Regions from separate parts of the Sus scrofa genome. Here region 1 is linked to region 2. Evidence: chromatin contacts called from public Hi-C data. All regions are on one chromosome and are shown on one strand. The core of a region is the stretch at or near the end of the contact, and the rest is flanking DNA. Distances in the headings are between cores, read along the strand shown.

What was found. Hi-C and Micro-C count contacts between places; a contact is called where the count stands out from the background.
Region 1: a contact with region 2 is called in a Hi-C map of skeletal muscle, with 4 times the contacts expected there. The contact joins two enhancer-like sites. A contact is called at or near these places in 11 of 47 Hi-C or Micro-C datasets (embryonic fibroblasts, epiblast stem cells, fetal liver and 8 more) and 1 of 2 datasets of contacts at active chromatin or transcription factors (skeletal muscle).

The regions. Positions count from the first base shown.
Region 1 is chr15:82,341,105-82,343,804 of Sscrofa11.1, reverse strand. No RefSeq gene overlaps it. Among named protein-coding and RNA genes, the nearest start is that of MTX2, 280 kb to the right of the region's middle. Within about 2 kb of position 1,389, at least 39 of the 83 cell types and tissues checked have an H3K27ac peak or open chromatin away from gene starts, as enhancers often do. A contact at or near this core is called in retroperitoneal adipose tissue and skeletal muscle, where this site is marked.
Region 2 is chr15:81,916,587-81,919,286 of Sscrofa11.1, reverse strand. All of the region lies in intron 1 of HOXD9 (homeobox protein Hox-D9), which reads right to left. HOXD10 (homeobox protein Hox-D10) reads right to left here. Exons shown (of 3, transcript XM_021076346.1): 2 at 497-2,700. The coding sequence starts at 1,451. Among named protein-coding and RNA genes, the nearest start is that of HOXD10, 6.6 kb to the right of the region's middle. Within about 2 kb of position 1,431, at least 24 of the 83 cell types and tissues checked have an H3K27ac peak or open chromatin away from gene starts, as enhancers often do. A contact at or near this core is called in retroperitoneal adipose tissue and skeletal muscle, where this site is marked.

The DNA of each region.
Region 1 (2,700 bases), core at 140-2,639, 420 kb before region 2:
AGTGACAATATTTACATTTGCCAAGACATGGAAACAACATAAGTGTCCATCAACAGATGAATGGATAAAGAAGACGTAGTGTATACAAACATACACCTACCTATACACACACAATGGAATACTACTCAGTCATAAAAAATGAACTTTTGCTATCTGCAGCAACATTATGCTAAGTGAAATAAGTCCGACAGAGAAAGATAAGTACTGTATAATCATTTACATGTAGAATCTAAAAAATACAACAAATTAGTGGATAAAACCAAGAAGTACACTTACAGGTAAAAAGAATAAACTAGTGGTTGAGGGGGGAGGGGTAATATAGGGTTGGGGAAGTGGAATGTACAAACCCCTGGGTGTAAGACAGGCTCAAGGACATATCGTAGAACACGGGGAATATAGCCAATATCTTGTAAAAACCATAAAGTAACCTTTCAAAATTGTATTAGAAATAAATAAAAGTTTTTTGTTTTTTGTCTTTTTAAGGCTGCACCGGCTGCATATGGAGTTTCCCAGGCTAGGGGTCCAATCGGAGCTGTAGCCACCAGCCTACACCACAGGCACAGCAACGTGGGATCCAAGCCGTGTCTGTGACCTACACCACAGCTCAGGGCAACACCAGACTGAGCCTTAACCCACTGAGCGAGGCCAGGGATCGAACCCATGTCCTCATGGATGCTAGTTGGGTTCATTAACCGCCGAGCCATGACAGGAACTCCAGTAAAATTTTTTTAAAAGGATTCATTTAAAAAGTTTTTGTAACCTCTGAAAGCTTTCATTAAAAATGTAGATGTTTTTATGTTTCCTCATTTATTGAAAAAATTCTTAACAGAAAGATTCTCACCTCTTCCTGGAGATTACTGTCATTAAAATGGAAACTATTTTTGCCCGTAAATGTGGTTCCAAGAGTTTGAGACAGATTTATGCAAATGGCTGATTTGTAATATCACTCATTTTAAAATATTTTACCTTTATATATACATTATAGGTGTTCAGTTTAAAATATTGCTGAGCAGCTGCCAACTTTTAAAGTTATAATAAAATCAAAGTGGCCATTACTAAGAGACCATGCAAAAGCCTACAAACCTGGAAGGCAGCTATGCTCACCATTCTACCACCAATGCAAAAGCCTACAAACCTGCACTAAGAAAATAGATAAAAAGCTCCAGTATGTTCTTAAGGAAAAATTATGCACTTGCCCCGTACCCCCAAATAATATGTTTTAGCTATTCATTATGAGGAATATCTCTTCCTGTGCATCCACAGAAAGATCTAAATTGCTCCTAAAGGAAATTTTATTTTCTGTAAAAAGCGGCTTAACTCGGAATGAAGGGGCTAATTTTTATTTGACCACTAGGTGTCGCTGTTGGTGGTGGCGTGGGCGGTAAGGCGGGGGAGGGGCCGTTGAAAGCCGTCTCAGAGGATTTGGTGGGGGACGGGTTGTGAGTCCCCTCCCCCCAACATAAAATTCTCACATTACTGCCCTTCTCGCTTTCTGTATTCAGAGGGACGACCGTCGAAAGGAAATAGGGAAGCACGAAGATACAGCTCTTGGAGAGTTTCCATACTCAGGGGCCGTCACACCACCAAAGGGGAAAGGGGATTCATATCCAACAAAAATGAACTACTAAAGACCAGTCCGTTTTAATAATTCCCTAACCACACAGCAGGAAAACAGAAAAATGTCAATTACTTCATGTTCCAGGAGGGAAGCATTCCTCACCGCTGTCTGCCCGGTGCTAAAGAAATGAGATGAATAATTTATATCACAAAGCGAAGTGAGGGTCCGCGTGCGTGAAGGGGATTTGAGGAAGGAGCTATCGCGGCCCGTCAGAAACACCGTCCGTGAGACTGCAAACAAAGCCAGTCGGAAAAGCCTTAGGAAGTTGAATGGATTTATTTTCCAGCAACTGTCAGCGAAGTCCGATTTAATTCTGGACTTGACCATAAGAAATGGGAACTTTTTCAAAGCCCGTGCGTGGAAAAGCAAACAATGAAAAAGAGATTTTCCTGGTGTTGTGCTTGGCCCAGACTCCAACGATAGCGGGATGGGTGGTGCCTGACTGGTCTCGGGAGGGGGATCGTCCTCCTCTTCAGAGTCCCCCCCCCCCCCCCCCCATCCCCTGGGCCTGCAGCCAGGCCGCAGGGTCAGAGGCCGGATCCCTGACTGGCGGCTGGCTGGGCTCATTGGCAGAGCTGCAAAGGAAACTGCTGTGTGCCAGTGCTATTTCAAGCAAGCGTCTCTAGCTGGAGCTGTTATTCTTTCACTTTCCGAAGAGGAAAAAATAAAGTTTGAGAAAACCAAGGAGTTGGAGGGGAGAGCCTGGCTGAGGAGTAAAAACCCCTAATGAGCGTCCAGAGGAGAATTTTTTAAAACAGAGGGAGAAGTTGAACCTCATGGCCCCCAACTTTTCATACTTGAAAATATTTCCTTATTCATTTGTTATAAACTAATGCATGAAATGATCATTTCTGTCTTCTGCTTTAGACATTTCTCAGAGCAGGGTTATTGGTTTAGCGTGAACTACATTCACTGGAAGCAAGTTGGTGCAATAATAATTTAATTAATTTTAAAAATGAGCAAAGTAAGAGGAAGGAACTAACATTGAGTGCTAACCATGTGCTAGCTATTACTCTCAGTGCTGTCTCAGTATTGACTCATTTAATCATCAAACCACCCTGTGAAGCAGATACTATTTTATT
Region 2 (2,700 bases), core at 182-2,681:
CCAGCCCACGCACCAAACGGCCCAGCCATCTCATACCCCCTTGTCAACCCCAAGCTCGCAGGATGCGGGGTGCATACATTTGAACAAGAACACAGTGCCTCAGACAACCTTAAAATCATCATTGGGTGAAAGGCAGGGCTGGGACTGCAAATCTGAACGAGAGAAAGGAGGGTCTGGGGCATGTTTACCAGCCGCAGGTCTCATTTGCACTCTTTTGTTGCATTTCAAGTCTAGCTCAGGAAAAATAAACCCGGCAAACCCTTCCTCTGCCTGGGCTCCCTCAGCGTGGGGCCAGGACCAGCCAGGAGGGCCAGGGCAGTGCCGGAGAAGCGGAGACCATCTCAGGACTAAGAATGCCCCTCTAAAAGCCGGGAGGAGCAGCACCTCCCTGTCGGGCCCCAGACTGCCGAGCTCGACACTGGGCACCCAGGCGGAGCTCTTTGCCGGGTTCCCGGGCTGCTCGCCCCGCTGGGGTGGCAACTCTGCTCATACCGACCTTTGCTTTCCTTCTCCTGTACTTCAGGACTGGACACGGAGACCTCAGCCAGGCAGCTCCTCTCTTCCGGAAGGCCACCCTTGGCCTCGGGGCTCTCCACCTGGGAGACTTTGTTGGGCTCCGGGCCACTCGCGGGCTCGTTCATCTTCTTTTCCATCTGCAGCTGGGCGGCCGAGAGCTGCGGCTTGGCCGCGCCGCGAGGGTTGAGCTGGAGCATGACTGTGGAGCTGCCTTCGGGGCTGTTATTGTACTCTTGGGTTTTCCCGGTGGCGTAGGTCTGACTCAGTCTAAAATATCCAGGGACAGGAACCTCAGGGTTCTCAACGGGACAGGACTCAGGGACCAGCCTCTGGTACGAAGGGACCTCAGCAGAAATGAGTTTGTTGCGCTTATCAGAATACATGCAGCAATTGGATTCTTCCTTAATGTTGGTGGTGAAGGAGCAAGTGGGGACTTGCTGTGTAACAGGTTGCTCTATTCGACAAGATCTGTTCGGGTCTGTCCAACTGTCTACTTGAGGTATATAAGGATGCACATTCATACCCATATTTTGGTGGTTCACTTCTCTTTTGGCCAGAGACGGGAGCAGTCCACAGGTTTGCATTCCATAGGTCCCCATGTCTGCGCTAGGTGGTGGCATGTACATGCTGGCGCTGCTCGAATAAAAACTGTCACTCCTGCAGGCACTGATCAAGGAATCTACTAAAAAAGTATTAGCAGCAGGAGAGCTGTTGGGAAAGGACATTTTGGGGAGGAATTTGAAGAAGAGAGATTGTGTCCTTTGTAGGCTGACATCTCTAGGAAAACATTCCCCGTGTAATTGTGGATGCCTCTGCCGACCACATGACAACCAAGCCAATGAGATTTGAAAATGGCCTTGAGCCGCAGCCTCCTCGCAGGTCACGTGCTCCAGAGCCCGGCCGGCCAGCCGCGTAAGCACGGACAACAGCGACATCTACTACGCGCCTGCGATAGTGCGCGCTGGAGACTGCCGGCCCAGCACTCTTCGCCGCCCGCCAGCCTCCCGGGGCTCGCTCGGCCCTCCCGCCCCACTCGCGTCCCCCACTCCGGCCTCTGGGCCCCGCAGGCGGAAGGAAACACTCGGCCCCGAGGGGGTCTCCAGGCGGACACACGCAGGGAGGGAAGTCGGAGCGCCGTGGCGCCAGCACACAGAAGCATGCCCCGCACACACCCAGGCAGGCGCCCGAGACGGCCCGGGCCCGGGCGGGGGGGATGGTGGGGGGCCCAGCCTAGTTCATTTTGTCTCGGGCAGCCTGGGAAGGTGAGTCGGATTCCCCAGGCTCTGAGACATCCCACCCCAGGGGTCCACAGGAAAGAGCTCTGGCGCCTAAGACGCGGCCAAGGTATCCTGGGGAGCGGAGGCGAGAAGGACCGCGAGGGCCGAGAGGCTACGCAGTTGGCCGGCCCCGCGGAGCCCCAGGACCCGCCCGGCCCCGGCGCTGTCCTCTGCCTCCGCCCGGCCACCCTAGCTCCGGGCGCCTGCGCCCCGGTGGGCTACCCGAGCCTTTGACTCTCGGAGGAACCACACCCCGACCTCTGCGGGTCGGGCCGCTGGGAGCTTTCAGTCCGGAGACAATCCCTTTCCAGCAGTTCACAATCCGCGAAAGCGTCCCTCGGGTTCCCAGCGGAAGAACGAAACCGAGGTTTCCTCCCCACGCGCCCTGATAATAGAGGGCAAAGAGGAAGGAAGGGAGAGAGAAAGAAAACGTTTTCAAGGAAAGGAAGGAACTCTCGCTTTCATACTCCAGAAGTTTTAGAAAACTGGGCCAAGCAGGAGAGAGTGAGAGGCAAAGGTGTCATTTGGTTCTTCTGCAAAGAAAAATATGTTTTCCTTTTATGGATTTTGTAAAAGCATTGGTTTCTGACAAGTGCAAGGTACAAAAGGTTGTGGAATTTATTAATACATATTAAGAAGAATCAGGGCGATCAATAAAATTCTCATCTACATTCTTGGGCTACTTGGTAATTTTCTTGCTTCTGAAGGTTTTTAAAGAGTTATACCCGCTGTTGCCACACACGGGAAGATATTTTATTAACAAATCAATCGAGACTTTGTAAAGGATAAGATTAATAGTTAAGATTTAGCATAATGGCGTTCGCTTTATGAATTATTGAAAATTATACTATTGATTTTTCCCCTTCGCTACTAACCAAGAAGGTCAATTTTTGTTTTAACACAAATT